Regions from separate parts of the Mus musculus genome. Here regions 1 and 2 are each linked to region 3. The links are chromatin contacts, called in public HiChIP or PLAC-seq maps. All regions are on one chromosome and are shown on one strand. Each heading gives the region's core, a stretch centred on a gene start, on an enhancer-like site or on the middle of the called end of the contact. The rest is flanking DNA. Distances are from core to core; before and after follow the strand shown.

Region 1 (5,013 bases), core at 1,334-3,833, 1.6 Mb after region 3:
GCAGGGGTGTTCCTCAAGAAGTTTCTAGAAATTAAAAAAAAAAAAAAAAAGATTTAGCTCATGGAAAATGCAGTAAAACTTACCCAAGCAAAGGTTATCTCTGAACGTGAAGTTAACTGGTAGCCAATTCCTGGAAATGTGTTAAAGCAGAGATTATTCAGGTTTTTTTCAAAGCTGGTATTTCAGAGTAGCTTTTTTTTTCCTATTTGATGAGGTAATCCTGTCCAAAAATCAGTTATTGCAGCATGCCAAGTCATAGCGATCACAGCGGCAACAATTAGTTACGAAAATGCTGCTTAATGAACATAGCAACTGTTCATGGCCACTTCCCTGGATCCCAGGTCATCGTCATTCTTTCTCAAGAAACGCTGGTATCAGAGTCACCGCGTCCTCCATTCTCAACCTGAGCGGGCACGGCACGCATGAGGAGCCTCCCTGTCATCTTCTAGCGAGGATGCAATATCCCTGCTCTCTCTTTTTAAGCCCTGCTGTGATTGCTTGTAAATGCTTAGGTTGAAAATAAAATTCAAACAAGCCAAATTACGGCTCCCTTTTAACAAGAACCGAAACAACCGACCTTGTATGTGTTTCAGAAGAACGTGACACTTAACGATGGCTCTTGAACATTCTGGAGAGTCTCAGCAACAGCTTTATTTAAATTGGAAGACTAAAGTCTATCAAAATTACCCCTCTCAACAGGATAACCTGGACTACAGAGAACACATATAGAACACATATAAGAATAAAGCCACTGTTGCAAAATAATGATCCAACAGGACACATCTAAACTTAAAGGAAATCTAGAACGTTCCCACAACTAAATTTGCTCAAAACAGATGTATGCAGTCAAATGAATATCATATAAATTTTTACTTAGGTAGAACATCTTAGAGATGGAACATTTCTTAGGAAAAAAATGGCTATCTTTAAATTATTTATCTTTATTTCAGACTCTAAAATTTAGAACATTCCATCATCATCACCACTTCATAATTAATGGACCAGAAATGTCAAATGTAGAAGAAGCTCAGATAAGAAAACCCAAAACCTGAAGAGAGGCAATGCAGCTGGTTGGTTAAGGCTTTTGTAGTCAAAGCAGCTCCCTGACAGAAGTCTCTTTTCACATCCAAGCGACTCAATACCAGGAAGCCAGTTCCAACGGAAGCACTTGTAAACTCATTTTATGGCTAACTATCTACTCAAAATGTGGCTTTATCCCAGAGAGTCTTTAATGGGCAGGACTAAGAACATTTAAAAAAAAAAAGAAAAAAGAAAAATGTGAAATCATGTTTAAAGTGCACACACAGTAACTTTTATTAAACTTATACATGCATAAGGTCTTGACAGGTTATCTACATAGATGCTATATTCAGGGAATACACATGACAACCTGATCCACAAAAATGCCCAGATTCCTGGGAGATGACCATAGGCAGTGGAAGCAATTCTAAAGTATTATGCTAGAAATGATGTAGCAATGACAAGACTATTTTCACGCATAGGATGTTGACACTCTTGGCTTGTCACTTGTCTGCCAAGACCTGAAAGGCAGAAGTAGCCGTGAGCCCATGAAGTAACGGCGAGCCCACGAAGCACCCCTTCGAGTGGTAAATCCTATTGCAAGATAAAAAGCAGCCTCCTTCTTATCGTCCCTGTTTCACACTTTGGGCAATAACTAATGCACAGAGTTAACACGGTGAGTGCCTGTCTTCTTAATGAGCCAGCAAGCTCCCCTTGAACTTGAACTCTATTCTATAGCATTTGTGTGTGTGTCGCTGTAACTGGATCAATTATCACAAGATGAACTCACTTTCATTGCTTTTTTTCCTTTCTTCCCACCCTGCTTCATTAGCGACTTTTAGAGGGCATGGGCTTCGGAGTTACGCGGTGATCTCATTAACACAGCTCTCTTCAATGGGATCCCTCAGTTCATTAATCTCCAGTAAAAGTAACCTACTTAGGATAGAGTTGACATAGCCTAGAGTCACTTAACATAGTGGTATAGCAATCCAATAACACACATCCCAACCTAAATTTGTGCAAAGGAAAAATCTTGTTTCCTCTAGTCTTTTAGCTTAACTCCTAGACTTAATGTGTCCACTATATTGATGAAACCCATCAACCTGTTATCTGACTCAGATGGTGCTATTTCTAATTTTCATCATGATACTAGAGACCGGAACAACAGCCTGGTGGTAGTGGTGGTGGCACACACCTTTAGTGCCAGCGCTCAGGAAGCAGAGGCAGGCAGATCTCTGTGAGTTTGAGGCCAGCCTGGTCTACAGAGTGAGTTCCAGGACAGCCAAGGTGACACAGAGAAACCCTGTTTCTAAACAAACAAATAAACAAAAAGAAAAGAAATTTAAAAGAAAGGAAAGAAAGTGGATCAAGAGGTCACCAGAAATTATCTTCCATCCCCTCTCTACTCATACCTTGTGTTCTAATCTCAAGAGACTGGCCTGTTCCAATGTAACTTCCTTGTTGTTTGGTTTCCATGGTGAAATCAGATGGATGATGAAGACAGGAGTCTGTTTCTTTCCTGTGACATTACTTTAAACTGGTCATGACCTTGAGTGCTGAGTCACTGCCGTCTCAAGGCGGTAGGTAGGCTGGGACTCTTCCTTTTTACTTTGAGCCCCTCCCTCCAGGGTGTGCTTGAGACTCAGCAGGTACAATAATCAAGATGGCGCATTGTCCCCTGAGAGTCCCTTTCAATGGTGGCTTTTATGCTTCCGCATTGCTCAGGATCACCGGAAGAGCTTATTAAAACAGACTGCTGACCCTTGCCCCTGAAGTTTTGGATCCAATTCTCTTTGGTGAGGCTGGAGCATTTGTGCTTCTAACACAGTCTTAGAAAGTGCTGACTCTGCTCGTCTGAGATCAGACTTAAGAATCAATTAGAAAACGCTGTTCTGTAGAAACACCTTTGTTTACAAGCCAAATAGCAGGTGGCTAAAACTGCCCAGGAAACCACTCCCCCACTTGCAAACAGCTGGTTTGAGAAATAATTAATAGTACTGCATCTATCTGTTGGGGTCTCAACTGGAAACAGATGGCACATTGCAAATAGGGCAAAGTCCCTTCAACCAATCAGAAAACATGCATGCCTCTCTGGGCTTTGCCATTTTGTACTAAAGACCTAGGCACATAGAATAAAAAAAAAATAATAATTAAATTCCCCCATCTCCATGTGCACTTGCTTAAAGCCACAAGACACAAGGGCAGTGTCTGAGTTTACAACCATCTATCTGGACATGAGCTGAATGGCTCAGGAGGAAGCCAAGCTGTACTTTCTGCATTTTAGAGTCTCTCTTCCCAAGAGTAACCTCATCGCCTTACCTTCTCCATGACAGGAATTTGTCTTCACTCAAAGCGTGCCTCTCCTGAGTTTAAGTTTCTAGGAAAGCTTTTCCTTAGCAGCCCTACTTCCTCCGGCCCATTTCTCTACGACCTACAGCAACAGCTCTTGTTTCTTCAGCACATGCACAGAGTACTTTCCTTTCCATTTCTGGGTGAGAGGTTATATGCACTCTGGCTACCTTCCATTTCTTCACATTCCTGTCAAAGGCATATTAAACCAATGCACCGAGATGAGTCTTCATTTCATGCACCAGTGTCTTCCCGAGTCACCGCCATTCTTTTTAAAAACAAATGTCCTACTTCATATACACCCCCACCTCAACTACAGATTGGTTAGTGTTCTAGTTCCGAGCAAGTTCTTCGCCATTTCTTACCCCATTCTATGTTTCTAAGGACCTATCGTACTGTTACAGGCAGCATGGTACCTACATGGTAGAGAAGTCCACGGTGTGTCTATGCTTTAATGGGCACGCTTTCCTGTTGCTGCACATGTGTGTGCTTCCTTATAGATGTGGCCTGAGTTTCTCCTGGGTACATAGAGACTTATTTTCACAATGCTCAATTGTTTCCAAAGTGGTCACATTAATTCACAATTTCACCAGTATTATATGATGAGAATTCCTCTTTTCCATGTCTTTGCCACCTCTGGTAGGAACTGACTTTCTTTTTTTAGTTTTTTAAATTTTTATTTACTGTGTAGTGGTGGTGGTTGTTGTTGTTGTTGTTGTTGTTGTTGGAGACAAGGTCTCTCTGTACTTTCCTGGTTGGCCTGAAACTCTTATGTAGAGAGCAAACTGTCCCCTAACTCACAAAGATCCACCTGCCTCTGCCTCCCAAGTGCTGAGATCAAAGGCCTACACCACCATGCACGGCCACTACCATGCGTCTTTTTTGATCCAGTGTTATTGTGTAGCCCAGACTGGCATCAGCCTCCCAGTCCTCCAGCTCTTGCTTGCAAAGTTCTGGGACGACAGGTGTGAGACACCACCACATGTGACTCATTTAGGTAACTGGGATCAGTTTGTTAATGCTAGGATTGGGAAAGGGTACTGCTATTTTAACTGACGTTATTATTTTAAAAGCAAATCTTTCTCTGAGGACTAATGAAATCAGCTACCTCTTCATGTCTACTCTGCCAAGTGTTGGGTGGAATGGTTTCCTTCAGAATTAAAACATTCTGTCCTGCAGGGAAACTCCATAGACTGGGTGGTAAACAATTCAAGATTGTGTCAGAAAGTCCCCAAAACTGACAAGATTTGTCAGCCCCAGTTCCCATGTAAAACAATAAAACTACTGAGAGTCACTCTCCCACAAGCCAAACCGTAAAGAAGAGCCTGATGCCAGACCAGACAAGTTGCCTGGAAGAAACAGAAACCAACCCAGGTGCCTGGAAGAGACTTAGGCCAACTGACACTCTCCAACCTGTTGAGCTTCCTGTAAGCTGTGCAGTGTGCTCCAGGTTCCCTGTTCTTGTGAGTCTCCATTCATGTTGTGGTGGGCTTTGGTTATGTAGCTGTCTCTGAGTCATGTCTAACCCTCATGTGTATTTTTGTAGCTGATCCCAATAAAACTCATTGGCTCACCAAGTTGGACTTTGGTGTTATCTATTCTTTGGTCTGCCATGGTGGAGTAGACGTGTGTGTGTGTGTGTGT
Region 2 (4,505 bases), core at 1,712-4,211, 1.9 Mb after region 3:
CATTTAAAACTGTGGGCAAATTTATTATCATTAAAAGAGGCTCTGTGCTCTCTATTGATACAGTTAGAAACGTGTCTGGGGTGCATTTTTGTTGGTGAGGCTCCATTCATCATAGAAGCCAGTACATAAAGCACAAATGAATTTAAAAGACTTTTCTTAGAAAAGAAAGAGCCTTAATGGGGGTGGGGTCTACTAAGGGAAGGATTGTCCCATTTCCAGCTGCCCCAAAACTCAGAAATCATGGCAGCCATAGGCCATGAAGAGCCATGGCAGCCACAGCCATAGAAGAGGCAGAAAGGTCTCAGTCTACCACAAGGGCTTGATCTCACACAGTGCAAGCATTATCAAGTCATTGATAGGAGGAAGATTAATAAGACAACTGGTAAGCTTGTTTTACAGCATGGGTGGGGAGAGCTGCTATAGAATGTGAACCCATTTAAGAGCCAACTTTGCACTTCACAACAAAGACTCTCATCAGATGCAAGCCATTGTAATCATCCTGGCAAGAACGCTGGTGACCCAAAGACCCTCTTGTAAGCCTCAGCTGGTGATCAGAGCACTGTGACAAGGGACTCCAAGGAATCAGAATTTCTGTAGAGTCTCCCGATGCAGCAGAGTCTGAGGCCCAGGAACTAGCCAGAGCTAGAACTTATCTCCAGGTAAGAATCACAGCTTGCGGGGGCTGGAGAGATGGCTCAGTGGTTAAGAGCACCAACTGCTCTTCTGAAGGTCATGAGTTCAAATCCCAGCAACCACATGATGGCTCAAAACCATCCATAACGATGCCCTCTTCTGGGGTGTCTGAAGACAGCTACAGAGTACTTACATATAATAATAATAAAAAGAGAATCACCTCTTGCAGGAGACCTCGTAGCAGATTGGTACTGTGACCATAGCAACAGGCAGAACCACACCCTAACCAAGGTTACTTAATTATGCATGCCTCTGACTTGCTACTTAAACAGATCATCATGTTAACACCCTGAGGGCAGACAGGGTGTGGCACACTGGACTCCTTTGTTCTTCTCCAAGTGCCTCACTGAATGAATTCCCCCTTTCTTTATTCATTTACGTTTACTGTAACTTATGTCTTCAACTGGCTCCTTGAAGATGGGTGGTGCATGTTAGAGCTGACAGAGCACAGGCTCTGACCTTAATAACTCTGATACCAGCACTAACGTCCCTAAATACAAGTGTCTGAGTTTTCCAGTGAAATGTTATTAATATCCAGATGGAGAGCCTGATGCTTTCAGGTCCTGCCCGAGTCCATCTCTCTCATCCCTTTTCTGCAGAGTGACTCAGTGTTAACAGTATCTGGCATAGCTCATGTAGCTCCTCTGACTGGGGTGTCGGGTACAGGTAGGATGACGGAAACAGCATCATTTTATTCTTCTTTATTTCAAAACACCTTTCAAACCCATCTCAACCTTTACTCACCAAGGTTTGCAATCTCAACATCTGATTAACCTTCACTAGAATCTCTCTGGGGACTAGACAAATTCATGAAGCCTCTAGTTTGCCATATGAACATTAATGCTTTCATTTGGGAGTGATGGCTGTCTCTTGTGCACAAATCTTTCAGGGAACATACCTTGTCTTAGGAAAAAAAATATACCTAACCTGAATTTCCATGAACAAGCATGGGGAATAGAAAAACACTGTGAAGACCCGGGTGTGGTGGCGCACGCCTTTAGTCCCAGCACTTGGGAGGCAGAGGCAGGCAGATTTCTGAGTTCGAGGCCAGCCTAGTCTACAAAGTGAGTTCCAGGACAGCCAGGGCTATACAGAGAAACCCTGTCTCGGAAAAAACAAAAAAGAAAGAAAGAAAGAAAGAAAGAAAGAAAGAAAGAAAGAAAGAAAGAAAGAGAGAACGAAAGAGAGAAAGAAAGACAAAGATAAAGACAAACACTGTGACTTAAAGTATGTATCTCTGGTTTTATAAAGAAATATCTATGCCTACCAGTGTGGTGCAATGGGCTTTCTGAAGGATGACTTATTTCCTCATTCATGTAGTAGAGCATTCAGATAAGTTGACAGAAAAATCAACAATGATAAGTATTTTATATCATGACTTTGGCCCGGTAGCTATGACAACCAAGGAAGCAAAGCAACGCAGTGATAGGTAGGTCTATAGGAATGTCAATAGAGCTGTTAATAATCTGAACAGAAGTGAGGGGCTCACAGGGCTCTCATGTGGGAATCCAGGCCTTATTTCCCCTTGTCTTCTTCCCCAGCTACAAAATAACTTTGGAATGGTAGAGTATACATTAAGTGCAGGGTTAAGTGAGAATGGGACTCCAAGAATAGCTTCCATGAGGTCATCGGCCATGATGGAATGGAACTTCTCAATGGTGTCTGGTTGGTGTCACTCCAAGCCCTGTAGACAGCCCCTCACTTACATCCTGTGGGCTCACCAAGTCAACTCATCAGTTTGCCTAGCTGGGACTCCAGTGGAATCCTAATTCCGTGTGCTGTCTTTGCATTAGGAATGGACACCTGCTTGCTTACACCTCCCTAGTGAATATCGGTGACATGTGTGGCCATATGCAGATATTGTCAAGTTGAAAGCAAAGGCTTTGGTGACCGATTCAGCATGAAAAGAAGTCTAGGATTTCTCACCATATGCACTGAGTTGAAATGAACTTTATAACTGAAGATCGAGAGGCTGTCAGAAGGCACTGCTCGCTCAGATGTGTTCTTGGTGTAGTATATCTATTTCTACCTGGCTTTCCTGGCCGCCCTCTAAGAGGTAAATATGCAGAGAAGGTTATTTTTGCTGAATATTTACCACATTGCTCACACTGGGAGGATTGATACTTTATTTGAAAGGGAATCATCCCCCTCTCACAAGCTATCCATCTGTGAATACGATAAGTTGGAAAGATCAAAGCCAAATCTGTGCATGGATTTGCTGAGTCATACTCCTACTCAGCTGTCCCCTCACCTGTCCTCATTACCATGCTAAAGAGTTGCTATGTGGGCGGGGAAGTGGAGCTCCGAAAACTGACTACTGTGTGACACTACAGGAAGTGGAGGCCTTTCATGCCTCTGGAATTGTAAGCCCAAATAAACTCATTCTTCCGTGACTTGCTTTTGGTGAAAGTGCTTTCTCACGGCAACACAGAAAACCTACTAATACGCAAAACATAAGAAATAAATAAAACTATATCAGGGGATTGTTAGTAGAAGTCACAAGGAGCAAAAGGATGGGACTAAGAAGGCTGGTGACTGCTGGAAACGGGGACTTCCACAGGAGACTATCAGCAATCTGTATACATTATGTATGTAGATTATATGCATATATAAATGTAAACAGCATATACATATATACATGTATCTGTAAACATACGATGCACATATATATCTTATACATATAATCTTCATACATTAATGGCACACACAGGCCTTTGGTGTTGTCCATAAGACCCGTGGCTAGGGCCGCAGGCCTCCACTGTCTGCAGATCTCTCTGTCAAAACAAGGTGTCTCCTGTCAGCATACTTCCTGTTCCAGGCGCACAACAGGGCACCTGAGAGCTGGGGCTCTCACATACTGAGCAGGAGCAAACATGACTGTCTTCAGTGCTTGTCATTCTTCGCCAGGGTTTCGTGCTGCTGATAACATGCGAGTTAACAAGAGAAAACCCACAGAAGGCTATTGCCCCTGCAGCCCACCTCACATCAGTGAAAAGCTACTGTCTTGGAAAAATCACTCTCAATCTACTCACCAGCTTAAGATCGGTATGACAACACTATCCCAACAACAACAGCCATCATAAGTCCAAGAATGACAAGGCAAAAAAGGAGTTTCAGACTAGGGAGTAAAGCCAGCTGGATTCCACTGACACCTGCTGGTCTCACATCTGGACAGATGAACCGTTCTCTCCAGCCAACAAGGGAAGAGCTGCATCTGTTCGAAGGGATAGGTTAGAAAGGCCTTATATCTGTGGGGATCACCGCCTTCCCTCTCTGCTTGTTCGCTCGGCAGGGCATTTGAACCTGCTTGCCCCTCCCAGGCAGGGCACCACAGCATGCCACTCTAAACAGGCCTGGGAGCCAGACACACAGATGTTCGCTGGATCTGGTCAGGGGCCTCCGCACAGCTTGATCTCCCACACTGTGGGCAGGATCTGAGGAAGGGCTGATTTATGGCTTTGTTATAGGTGCTCCAGCTGAGACTGGTACCTTAGGGCTCCCTGCAGACGAGACTGTTAAATGAGACCGAGCAGGGAGTGGGTTTCCAGCTGTTTCTCTGCTTCTTTTGGAGGCTGAGAGCTTCTGTACGCAGAGTTACTGCGCCCTCTGCTGGGTTTCTCATGGAAGCTCCGAGGATTTCACACTTCTCTAGTGTCTCTTGACCCCTAAACAGTCTGGTTATCAGTATCCCCGTTTGCTTTATCCAACACCTAGCTAGATGGCTCATTTAGAAACACGGTCCATGAGTCAGAGAGTTCTTTCCCTACCTCAGGCAGTCTCACTTTCATGTGAGATGAACAACTTCATTCTGA
Region 3 (4,853 bases), core at 746-3,245:
GGGCTTAGGAGGTTTGGGCTTTATAGAGGGGGTAAGGGCAGGGTAAAGGGCAGATCGGGACGGAGGTTGCGCAGAAGGACCGGGCGGGAGGACGGGAGCTGTCGGTAAAGGAGGGGGTTTTGGGGAGACAAACGGTTTGACCCACGGAGGGGGGTCATAGGCAAGTGCCTCCCAGGTGACGATATATGGGACCTGATCCGGGTGTCCGTGGGGACCAGGACAAAACACTCTAGACTTGACCTGAGAGATAATACCTAAATTAAAAGTACCATCCTGAGGCCATCCCACATTGAAAGTTGGCCATTCGGCGGAACAGAAGGTAACCCAGCGCCTCTTCCTGACATCCACAGACTGATTGGATGCAATGCGCTGGACATCTCCCCAGTGCTGCAAGGTTAGACTCAGAGGGGTAGTTACGGTCTGTCCCATGATCTCAAAAACACTTAAAGACAGGAGAAAACTAACGAAGAACAAAAGAACAACAAACAAATCAGACGCGCGGCGCGGTTTCGGCGTAAAACCGAAAGCAAAAATTCAGACGGGGGAGGGAAGTGTCTCTGCCTCTCGTCCCCCGACAAAGCCACGTACCCCTCGGACAGTGGAGGAGCTCCAAAAAGTCCGACTCGGGCAGGTTAACTGATACAGAATGGGCCACAAAACGGGCCCCCGAGGCCGCTGGGACGTCTCCCAGGGCTGCGGCCGGGAATACGAACTCGTCAGTTCTTCCGCGGAACCGCCAGATACAGATCTAGTTAGCCAACTAGTACAGACGCAGGCGCAAACATTAGATGCCGGCACAAACACGCACGGAGACAGAGACAGACACGAAACGACCGCTGGCCAGCTTACCTCCCGGCGGGGGTCGGTGGTCCCTGGGCAGGGGTCTCCTAATCTCGGTGGAACCTCCAAATGAAAGACCCCCGAGGTGGGTAGTCAATCAATCTGAGGAGACCCTCCCAAGGATCAGCGAGACCACGATTCGGATGTAATCAGCAAGAGGCTTTATTGGGAACACGGGTACCCGGGCGACTCAGTCTTTCGGAGGACTGGCGCGCCGAGTGTGGGGTTTTTACCCTTTTTATAGGGCTGGGGAGCAAAAAGCGCGGGTACAGAAGCGAGAAGCGAGCTGAGTGGTTAGTTCAAATCAAGGCTTGGGGTATTTCCTGGTCATTTGGGGAACCTGAAACTGAGGTGGGACTTTTTCAGAAACTGTTGCTGGTTCCGCCTTATCTGGGTATCATCTGTTCTTGGCCCTGAGCCGGGGCCCAGGTGGGTACCATCGGTTCTTGGCCTTGAGCCGGGGCCCCGGTGGGTACCATCGGTTCTTGGCCCTTGTCCTAGTATTATTCAGCCTTGATTTTAACTGTTAATCTTTAACTGAACTTTCTTGTAACTTTTGAGAACTCAGCTCTGGTACTTTTTCATGCCTTGCAAAATGGCGTTACTGCAGCTAGCTTGCTAAGCCTTATGGTGGGGTCTTTCAGACCAGGCTGGCCTTGAACTCAGAAATTTACCTGCCTCTGCCTCCCGAATAACCGAATAACGTTATTAAGTTCCTAGCACTAGGGAGGTAGAGGCAGGGCAGGGGGTGGTGTGGGGATCTTTGAGGCCAACTTTACAAAGCGCGTTCCGGTTCCAGGAAAAGGTCTGGGGGGGGGGGAACTATGTAAATAAATAATTAATTAAATAAAGAGATTTTTGAGCGGGGTGGTAGCTCACAAGACCAGGTAGGACGGATATGGCTTTGCGCAGGCAATTAGTTTCTAAGAGCTCTCATTCAGTGAATGTGAACAGTGCCTTTTACAAAAGATGCTTGGGTGAAAGGACAGAGGAAGGTCGAGGGGGTGTGGCTTTGAGCAGGCAATTGGCTCCCCAGAGCTCAGATTTTATGAATGTGAACAGTACCCTTTTAAAAAGAGGCTAGGGTGTAGGCACAGACGGGGGTTCTCAGGGGTGTGGTGTTGAGCAGGTGTTCACCTCCTAAGAGCCCTGATTTTATGAATGTGAACTGTACTCTTAAAAAAAGATGCTTGAGGGCAGGGTGGTGGCACAGGAATTTGAGTCCAGTCTGATTTACATAGTGAGTTCCAGGTCCTCGGGTTTGGGGGAGGGGTGAAATGGGGGCGGTTCCGTAGTGAAGCTTTGTGTCAAGGAAAAATAGGAGAGGTGCTTTTGAGAGTCCTTAGGTCACTCAAGGACACATAAGAGGCATCACCTGTAAGGAACGGGCTTTCCATAGACTTGAGGTCCAACGTTGCCATGATCTGAGACTTCTTAGCCTCCAGAAGTACAAATGAATTTCTGTTGCTTAAGAAGGATTTAATCTGCTGGGCAGTGGTGGCGCATGCCTTTAATCCCAGGACTTGGGAGGTAGAGTCAGGCAGATTTCTGAGTTCGAGGGCAGCCTGGTCTACAAAGTGAGTTCCAGGACAGCCAGGGCTATAGAGAGAAACCATGTCTTGCAAAAAACAAACAAACAAACAAAAACCATAAAAACAAAAGATCAACAAAGAATGTACACCAAAAAATTTACAACTTGTTCAAGTGCCCTCTTTTTCCCAATACGCTTTTTGCTGCCCTGCTGAAGAACCCATTAAAACTGGGGGACTTAGCCCGGTGTGGTGGCGCACGCCTTTAATCACAGCACTTGGGAGGCAGAGGCAGGCGGATTTCTGAGTTCCAGGACAGCCAGGGCTATTCAGAGAAACCCTGTCTCGGAAAAACAAAAACAAAAACAAAAACAAAACTGGGGGGCTTTCCTAAGTTAACTCAGACTTACTTACAGCCCTTCTCATATTTCCTTCTCAGGGTTTTGAATCAAGCTCAAATAGAATGGTCTTTCAGTTATTATTTTTATTATTATTATTTTATCTTAGCATGCTCTTGAATTTGTGCATGGATTGAAAAGCTTTTATAAGGAGTTTCCATGTACACTTTAACCAGCCTGTCTTAAGTTTCACATATTATATAGCCAAGTTCCATTTACTGTAAGAATTCTCCAATGGCATAAAGCTACTAACCAAACTCTAGACTTCCTTAGACTGAAGCAGTTTTTCCATGAATGCACTTTTATCTTTTCCAGGGTCCAATCCAGGATGCCATTTTGCATTTAGAACCAAGTCAAAAGGCAGATATTCAGTTCCACCACCGTAAAATCCCAGTTCAAACTCAGAAAATGTAATTTATGTCCTTGAATATATGTTCTTGTACCACTCCCATAACAGTCAGGCCTACCTACAATCACAAATTGACACTTTTTGCAAGCCTTTCAGTGAGAATTTAGAGTTCATAGAAACCTTTGGGAAGCTCAATGCTCAATGCTGTGTCTACCTCTACCGAACCATCTGGAATTAAAACATTGTATTTGATATCATCTAGCCTTCAAATGGGAGTTTGTATGTAAGATGTGGAAAATGAATAACCAAAAACGTCCACTTCTCTGTAGGCTTTTCTGGACTTCACAAGGTCCAGAGTGTGAAATGGAGGTTGTGTAGAACAATTCGGTGATTGGCTTGTGTATGATATTTGAAAAAGTGACAGTGCATGATGTTTATACTTAGTGATACTGGCTGGCCTTATCCCAGCAGCGCAAGATCTAGAAAATAAACACTTTGGCAACAGGTGGTTACATACAGCCTTGATAGTCATTTAGGGTTGCTGAGATGGCTCAACAGGTAAGGAAGGGTACCTGCTGGCAAGTCTGAAAATCGGAAATCTGAGTTCGATTCTCAGGACCACATGAATGAAAACGAATGAATGAATAAACAAACAAACAAACAAATAAAAGCTAGATAGATGATAGATAACCTCCCATACATGTTGAATTTTAGAATCTCAGTCTTCCTTCCTTCCTGCCTCCCTCCCTCCCTCCCTCTTTTCCTTCCTTCCTCTCTTCCTCCTTCCTCTCTTGCTCTCATTCTCTTTCTTTCTTTCTTTCTTTCTTTCTTTCTTTCTTTCTTTCTTTCTTTCTTTCTTTCTTTCTTTCTTTCTTTCTTTCTTTCTTTCTTCCTTCCTTCCTTCCTTCCTTCCTTCCTTCCTTCCTTCCTTCCTTCCTTCCTTCCTTCCTTCCTTCCTTCCTTCCTTCCTTCCTTCCTTTCTTTCTTTCTTTCTTTCTTTCTTTCTTTCTTTCTTTCTTTCTTTCTTTCTTTCTTTCTTTCACCCCCACCCCCGCCAGGGCTTTCAAGATCCTGGAACTCTGTAGGTAGACCAGGCTGGCCTTGAACTCAGAGATCTCCCTGCTTCTACCTCGCAAGTGTTGGAATTACAGACGTGCATCACCACCACCTGGCTCAGTCTGCTTTTCAAATTGAGGTGGGACAAACTAGTGGGCAGAAGTTTGAAGACATGGCTCCGAGAATTTCCTTTATGTGTTTGGTTATACGAGAAAACATGTCATGGATGATTAAGCAGGTTTGTTCATGATCTACTTGGTATCTGGAAACTGTGTAGCTACCCAATTCTCCCGACTCCCCACCACCCTATTCCCAAGGAAGGAAACCATGAACATTGGAATGCACTGTATTATTTTAAAAGTCAACTTTCATTTATATCTACATTTAACATCTTATTTGCTTATTTATTTAGTGAGACACTGTCTTACTAAAACTAAAATAAAATCGCAGCATGCGAATGGCAAAGGACAATCAGGAAGTGAGTGGAACAGGGCCTGGCATCCTCCAGGAGTTGGTCACCTCTCTCCACTGTACTGGAAGGATCTGCTCTGACAACTATCTCATACCTATCTGGCTGGCATCAAACTTGCTAAGGAACAGAGGCTGACTTCGAACTTCTGATCCTTCCTGCTTCTGCCTTTGAAGTTCTGGAACCACAAGCATGAGCCATTTTCTTTGGTG

Evidence for each region. HiChIP or PLAC-seq counts read pairs in DNA pulled down with a chosen protein or histone mark.
Region 1: a contact with region 3 is called in an H3K27ac HiChIP or PLAC-seq map of embryonic stem cells, with 8 times the contacts expected there. The contact joins two enhancer-like sites. A contact is called at or near these places in 7 of 115 datasets of contacts at active chromatin or transcription factors (astrocytes, embryonic forebrain, embryonic stem cells and 1 more) and 1 of 9 other capture datasets (embryonic stem cells).
Region 2: a contact with region 3 is called in an H3K27ac HiChIP or PLAC-seq map of embryonic stem cells, with 6 times the contacts expected there. The contact joins two enhancer-like sites. A contact is called at or near these places in 1 of 484 Hi-C or Micro-C datasets (embryonic stem cells), 1 of 115 datasets of contacts at active chromatin or transcription factors (embryonic stem cells) and 1 of 9 other capture datasets (embryonic stem cells).

Annotation. Positions count from the first base shown.
Region 1 is chr8:44,917,983-44,922,995 of GRCm38.p6, forward strand. No RefSeq gene overlaps it. Among named protein-coding and RNA genes, the nearest start is that of Fat1, 30 kb to the right of the region's middle. Within about 2 kb of position 2,584, at least 12 of the 459 cell types and tissues checked have an H3K27ac peak or open chromatin away from gene starts, as enhancers often do. A contact at or near this core is called in embryonic stem cells, where this site is marked.
Region 2 is chr8:45,232,485-45,236,989 of GRCm38.p6, forward strand. All of the region lies in intron 3 of Gm30504 (a long non-coding RNA gene), which reads left to right. Among named protein-coding and RNA genes, the nearest start is that of F11, 27 kb to the right of the region's middle. Within about 2 kb of position 2,962, at least 22 of the 459 cell types and tissues checked have an H3K27ac peak or open chromatin away from gene starts, as enhancers often do. A contact at or near this core is called in embryonic stem cells, where this site is marked.
Region 3 is chr8:43,318,981-43,323,833 of GRCm38.p6, forward strand. No RefSeq gene overlaps it. Among named protein-coding and RNA genes, the nearest start is that of Zfp42, 14 kb to the left of the region's middle. Within about 2 kb of position 1,996, at least 14 of the 459 cell types and tissues checked have an H3K27ac peak or open chromatin away from gene starts, as enhancers often do. A contact at or near this core is called in embryonic stem cells, where this site is marked.